Linked DNA regions of Hordeum vulgare: region 1 is linked to region 2. The links are chromatin contacts, called in public Hi-C maps. All regions are on one chromosome and are shown on one strand. Each heading gives the region's core, a stretch centred on a gene start, on an enhancer-like site or on the middle of the called end of the contact. The rest is flanking DNA. Distances are from core to core; before and after follow the strand shown.

Evidence for each region. Hi-C and Micro-C count contacts between places; a contact is called where the count stands out from the background.
Region 1: a contact with region 2 is called in a Hi-C map of seedling, with 4 times the contacts expected there. The contact joins the promoter of LOC123402966 here to the promoter of LOC123401130 in region 2. A contact is called at or near these places in 1 of 6 Hi-C or Micro-C datasets (seedling) and 1 of 1 datasets of contacts at active chromatin or transcription factors (embryo).

What each region holds. Positions count from the first base shown.
Region 1 is chr6H:403,549,984-403,553,751 of MorexV3_pseudomolecules_assembly, reverse strand. It overlaps LOC123402966, which reads right to left and starts at 1,691. Exons shown (of 4, transcript XR_006611377.1): 1 at 1,203-1,691; 2 at 855-941; 3 at 302-364.
Region 2 is chr6H:403,415,121-403,418,845 of MorexV3_pseudomolecules_assembly, reverse strand. LOC123401130 (serine/threonine-protein kinase AFC1-like) reads left to right here and starts at 1,642. Exons shown (of 12, transcript XM_045094856.1): 1 at 1,642-1,977; 2 at 2,522-2,699; 3 at 3,147-3,173; 4 at 3,314-3,467; 5 at 3,549-3,597; 6 at 3,685-3,725. The coding sequence starts at 1,867.

The DNA of each region.
Region 1 (3,768 bases), core at 442-2,941, 130 kb before region 2:
AAATGTTTTGAAATATTAGACCTAAAACAACTGTATAAGGGTCTGGAATGGTTTATATGAACTAAATAAGCTACACCTTGACAGTAATCTAGAAACATAAACAAACGGCAAAGTAAACAACAAGTATAAAACATTAAATAGCTCTCGTGTTTCTTGACCTTCTCTTTTAAATTCGAGTTATCCAGCAAACATTTCTTTGAATATAGGTTTAATACCCATTGCTTTTAATACCCATTTCTAATGAATATAGGTTTAATACCCATTGCATTTAATACCCATTGCTTTGAATATTGCTCAATACCCATTGCTTTGAATATAGGTTTAATCCAGAATGTTTTCCCTTGGCCTTTTCAGCCCCTGAAACCTGCATAGTGCAATGTGGTTACAAATCATCAAATGGTGAAGAATGACACTCAATCAAACTACACGTGGTTTCTTCATATTACACACTACACATAGAAGCAAGCTATCATGTAAATGGCTAAAGTAGTAGATTATCCTCCTTACAATTTGATGGTCTGATGCAAGCTCTCTGGTAGTTTTATGAATCATCTATTTATAGTGACATTACAAACTAGTGTATATGTGTATAGTTATATGCTTACATACACAAGCTATGATGCATGAAACATGACAATAAAAATGCAAAGGCTACCCACAAGAGAAACAATAGACTTTAGTTCATGCTGATCTAAACAATCTTATATTAGTTTACGGAGGGAGTACTTCACACAGATGACTGTTCTTCTCATTCTAGCCCTTTATATTTTTGAACCAAACATCATACCACACACATCACTGAACAAGCAATTCCCTTCCAACAAAAAAAATCCTTTTTAGTTATGACCTCTCACCTTCCTCTCGCATTTAACAATATTTGAGAGCCGCTATTGTTCATCATTGGATGAGCTTGCTTCACCCTATTGTTCTCGCCATATTTTCTGATGTGAATAACACATATTGTTGAACATGACGTTTAAGAGACAATTGTTGAAAAGAAGATGCATACCAAGAAAATTATGTAATGAGTTAAATATAGGGCAGCAACAAAATAAAATCCAAGCAACCATCAGTTTCTAGATCTTTTCACAATTCAAAGTCGCAACAAGATAATAAGAATCTCGGCGGCAACTTTGGTGCAGTAAGCAAATTTAGGCCAGATGAAGGAGACACATTAAAGGGTATAGATGATAAAATCTTACATTTTTCCATGGCGTTGGAGTAATGGCGTCCCGGGAAGGGAAGAAGCAAGCACATACATCACCTGCGTGCATGAGAATAACACATCGGGGAGGAGAGTGGTTGAATCAAAACTAACCAACAGTTCAGGGGAATAGAGGGGCGAAGGGGACCTTCCATGGAAGGAACATCCGGTGTGCAGTTGTGGAGATGGAGACAGGGGTGGTTCAGGCAATGGGATAAGAGGAGCTTGACGACGACGACACTGGTGGATATGGGCGCGCCATGGCTGTCACCTGACCTGCTCTCCTCGAGGTGCATCTCCCTCCCTCTTATCTTGTCTTATCTTTATGCGGCCCTTGGGCTTGGATCGTGGGTAAGCACCACATGCTAGGAGTCATTGGGAGGTGTCATCAGTGGAGGGAGAAGCGGCGGTGCCAAGCAAATCGCCTGACAGGTCAGGAGGCGACGGTGGTGGGAATGTGTGTGGTGTGGGAGAAAGAGAAAGGAGATAAGATGGGGGTGGCGGTTAGGTGGAGAAAGAGATAACATGGGCCAAAATTTAGAGTTTTTGTGTCTCTCGCGCGCAAGCAGTCCCACGTGGCTCGAAATAAGTGGGATAGGTCCAAACTTTCATCGACACTTTTTCTTTCGCGAAGAAACAACGACAAGTAATGTAACAACAAAGAACTTATACCGACACACAATATGTGTGCAAACCAATAATGCATTGCCGGCGGGCATGCCATCAAAAGTCTATAGCAATCTTGACGATTCGTGTGTCGGGGTTGCTTTGGACAGATAATGTGTGAGTAATGTACACTTGTACCAACGGGTGCATGTCGCCATTATGATGTCATGGTGTATTGTGAGCTCCAACATATAAAGGTTGGTACTTTGGAATATTGATGTAGAGATAAATATGAATAAAAGGTCGTTATGAAATACCAACCATATGAATTGTAGTTTTAGTAAAGAGGCAACACCAATCAGTTTGCTAATATTAAATTATATGTGGTCTTTTCTTTTTGTGAATGAAAATATATATGGTCTGGCCATGTATGTGTGGGCAAGGCTATAATATGAGCATGTGCTTTTTGCCTCAACAATCAAGTTTTAATTCCTTTTTCCTATTAAATGTAAGTATGTTTCTAAATATAAGTCTTTTTTAAGATTTACTACGTTGGACAGACTATATACAAAGCAAAATGAGTGAATTTACACTCTAAAATATGTGTATATACATGTGTATGTACTCCATAATGGAATCTTTAAAAAGACTTATATTTAGGAACACGGGGAATATATGTTACAACGTGGTAATGGCTTATGGGATCGGATCAGCCTTCTTTGCTCAGGGGCGTCACGAGTGTTGCACTCCTCCTCGCCCTTGATGGCAATGGTGGATTGACATGAGCGTGGGCATGGGGGTGTCAAGATGGAGAGCGGGTTGTTGGTCGGGGACTCCTCCTTGACGGTTCTTGGGGAATTATAGTGTGAAGGTGAGAAGACTCCATGGTGAAGGTGGGGTGGGCGTCATTGTGTTTTAAAGGAGAGGGATCTAATGAAAAACTAAGCGGGAAGGTGAGGGTCCGATAGAAAAAGAGAAGGGTGTGTCGTGGGGTGGATTTTTGTGTTGGGATCACACGTTGGAGATAAGATTGTGGATAGTTTGGACAACCATATTTCCCTCCACATATGGACTGGATTTGGCGGAGCTCGGACTATCCACACAACTGATTTTTGGAAGCCTATTGGGCGCACCTCTAATGTCGAAACATGTCCGAATGTATGAGAAAAAAATGAGTTTCAAGCTTAAAAACTAACTTAGTCATCTATCTGATTTATTTGCATGCATTGTAGCCCATAGCAACGCACATGTATTCTATTGCTAGTCCTCTTTGTTTACCACCGCATATTGATTTGTAGTATACGATTATTCTAGTACACCATATATATCTTTCTTTGAAGTAAACATGAGCTTTATTCATTAGAATCAACCAAAACATCGTTTATGAGTAACATTACAATTTCATCTAATGGTTCTTCAAACCATTGAGAAATCTAAGAAAATCTTGCTTGTCTAGAGAGCTCATGAGCAACTTTATTTGCTTCTCTATTACAATGTTCGGTTCTAGTAACTACAAAATCACACGCATAATGGAAACAATCATCGAATATTGCCACCGCCGCACCCGCAGATTGTCCTCCATCCTTCATTGTCTCAATGACCTCCATATTGTCCGAGCTAATAATGAGGTGATTGCAACCCGCCCTTTGCACCAGTGTTAGGCCAAATTTGAGCGTCAGTGCTTCAGCCATCAATACATCTGCACAATAGTCAATCTTGCTATTTCCTCCTGCAATAAATCTTAATTTATCATCTCTAAGGACCGCCCCATCATGCCCGTAGCAGATTATGGTCAAAAGAAGCATCCACATTAAGTTTCACAAATCCCCTGGTGGGAGAAGACCATCCCTCCCTTCTCATTGAGGCCTTTAGGGATGATGCACTGCCAAATTTGTTATAAGGGCTAAAATTCCCTTAGAAACCATATGAGCATTCTGAGTTTTCTCCTTATGCACCAG
Region 2 (3,725 bases), core at 393-2,892:
TCAACATGCTACGTCTATTAGTTTGGGTCTAGTCCATCACGTGATTCTCCCAATGACGTGATCCAGTTATCAAGCAACAACACCTTGTTCATAATCAGAAGACACTGACTATCATTGACCAACTGGCTAGCCAACTAGAGGCATGCTAGGGACAGTGTTTTGTCTATGTATCCACACATGTAAATGAGTCTTCATTCAATACAATTATAGCATGGATAATAAACTATTATCTTGATACAGGAATTATAATAATAACTATATTTATTATTGCCTCTAGGGCATAATTCCAACAATATGTAGTGAATAGTATATAATTATGAGTATAAGTACAAGATTATCAAGAACGGGATGGTGCACACGAACATAGTTGCCAAATCTAACCTAACCAACAAATATCATCTTGAGGTATACACCTGAGAGGTTAGAACGAAAAGATGAAAGATTCATTACCCTATGTTTTGTCGACCACACGACCCTAGTTACCTGACCTCGGAAAAGTAGCCACAACATGCATGCTAGCTTCACCATATAGCTCCGTTGAGAATATGCGAACACACTCGTACCAGACCGCTCCTGAAACTTCTTCAATATGATGCACCACACATGTGTTTGTGATGTCGTCTCAAAATGAGGCCTTCAGGACGATGCAAATGGATGCATAGAGCGCAACAATTTCACCCCAAAATGAAGCCATCCAAGATGATCCAAAGGGGCGATAAGATAAGAGAGATTAATGCATGGACAAGAGGAAACACTTTAGCCGTTTTGGTGATCGCGACTCAAAAGGTAAAGCTGCGTTTTTCATCTTGATGTTTAAACTTTTTTTTTGTTACCCTTAGTTTCAATCATCAAAGGTATGTTCCAAAATGAAGCCATCCAAGATGATCCAAATGGGCGATAAGAGAGATTAATGCATGGACAAGAGGGAACACTTTAGCCGTTTTGGTGATCGCGACTCAAAAGGGAAAGTTGCGTCTTTCATCTTGATGTTTAAACTAATTTTTTTTGTTACCCGTAGTTTCAATCATCAAAGGTATGTGGTACTTTACATATCAGCCACCACACAACTCAGTCAATACATAAAGAGCTCGACACTAGTCATTATGGTAGACCCCCAATGGCAATCGGTGATGTACCAAGGTTACAACTCACGATATACAATGACACACCCATGCCAAAAAGCTATTTTCCTCCCGATCCAAACTGGATACCATTGCTCGTTTGATATTTGCTATAAATATTTCAAAAGAAGGCAAACTTTGTGATAGCCACATATAAGCCATGTTATCATCATGAACACCTAATCATTGATTGCAAGATCTGAAAAACTATCATGCGCCATGACAGATGATTCGCTAATCTGAAAAGAACATGTCTATGCAGTGTGTTCATCGAAAGCTGAAACCATTTCCCATCCAACTGCCGCTGGGAAGACAGCTTGGATTCGAAACATTTTGACGCGAAATCACAGAAGCACCTCACAAACGAGTCCAACGGGCCAAGATATTTTTACGACGAGTAGCAGAGGAAAGAGAGGCGCCGATCAGCCCACAGGCCACAGGGAAGAATATCCAACGGACCAAACGCGCTTCTTCGGCGCGACGGAGCCTAAAAACGAGCTTAACCATAGTTAGTTAGCCATACCTTCCCCGCACGATACAGACCAAACCAGGGTTCCGCGTACGCCCAACGGCGAAACCAAACCACTATCATCCTCTTCCTCGAGCTCCCCCCCCCCCCCCCCCCCCTCCATTCCCCTCGCACGGGATTCCCCAGATCGACGCCCGATTCCTCCCCTGCGCGCCGGAATCCCCCGCCGAATTGGCCCCGCCCATGGTGTAATTGACTGCCCCGAGCCCGCTGGCGATGGAGGCGCAGTGGCTCCCCGAGTACCCGCACCAGGCCGCCGACAACCGGCCGCGCAAGCGGCCCCGCCTCGCCTGGGATGCCGCGCCGCAGCTCTTCCCGCCTCCCAAGGTATCGTGCTCCCCGTTCCCGCCTCGATCCGCTTCGGAGCGCCTTGTTAGGTGTTGGTTTTTGGGCTAGATCCAGTCCTGGTTTCGCCACGTTTGGGCGGGACGGCTCGATCCAGGCGCGGGGGCTGGTGGTATGGTGGCTCTGCCACGTGGTTGTTGCGGATAATCGGTGGGATTCTGCGAATTAGTGGAATAAGCTGAGAACAAGTTGGTGGTGCGTAGACAAATTTTGGATAGAAAGTGGGGATGGAGGACTGCGCAACCTCTGTGTTGCACAATTTATGGGGCTGGCAGATAAAACCTGTTAATAATTATCGTATAACCGTCGATTAACAAATGTCCCACCTTTTGGAAGAACTCGTAAGCGTTGCTCGATGAGCTGCTCTACTGGACAGTGAATTTAAAGAATGCCAGGCGGTGTGTGGTCATTGTGCTGCAAATCGCCGGGCGGGCATTCGGCCGTTTCTGTTCAATTAAATTCTTCTATGCTCATGATCGGTTGAGTTTTTTGTCGTTACTAAGAATATCACTGCTGGCTTTTGTAGGCAATCCCGATGCTATATTGTGGGCAGGAACTAATCAATGGTAATTTCACTACTGCTTTCCTGCCGCCACCACCAATTTATTATGCTGGACCACCACGGAATCTTTCGCCACCTTGGAGGCCGGATGACAAGGATGGACACTATGTTTTCACACTCGGCGAGAACCTTACGCCAAGATGTACTTTCCCACAGCTCAATCTTTTAGTTATTTATTATTATTATTATTTTTGCTTGAACTGGATACTTGTTTTCTTGACACATTTAACTTCCTTTAGCTGCTTTATTTAGGCGACGTTTCTAGTGGTGAAGTGCCTGCAATATTGAATGTTAATGTTAAATATGGGCATGAGTCTTTCATCTTTGTTATTCTTGCTTTGCATGATTATTTCCCGGTTTATCAGTCATCAAATACTCCCACTAAACCATGCCAATGTTTCTCTGAAACTCTTTTCCTGGCTTGTAGCAAGTTTTCCATGTGCCATGGTCATCTCTTGTAGATATGTGCTAACCGCTCAATAACTTCATGCCTTCTAGCTTTACTTAACATCTCTGTTTCACTGCCTCCAGAAGAGTCAGTTTGAGTTAATTCTAAGCTCTCTCATTGTTTTCCTGTGTGTCAATGCAGATAGGATACTTAGCAAGATGGGCGAAGGTTGGTTTGCTTCTCCTCCCTTTGTCTTTGTTTGGAATGTTTAGTTTTAGAGTGAATACTAGTACATCATAGTAAGACATTGTCTCTCATAAAGTTGAGCCATTATTTACCCAATATCTGCCTTTCTGAACGTTTTACAGGGACCTTTGGGCAAGTTTTGGAATGCTGGGACTTGGAAAACCAAGAATCAGTAGCTATCAAGATTGTGCGTTCCCTGCAGAAATACCGAGAGGCTGCTATGATTGAAATTGACGTGCTTCAGAGACTCGGGAAGCATGATTTTACTGGTAGTCGGTAAGTAATTTACCTTCCTTGATTTACTTCTTAACTCTATGTTGAGTTGATGGGTTTGCATGAATGGTTCTATGCCTGCAGTTGTGTGCAAATACGGAATTGGTTTGACTATCGTAATCATATATGTATAGTAAGTACATATGGATCAAGAAGGTTATACTTATCTTTTATTTTATTGATGGCCTAGAGTTTAATCACGAGTTAATGACCTTTTCAGGTATTTGAGAAGCTTGGGCCAAGCTTATACGACTTCCTACG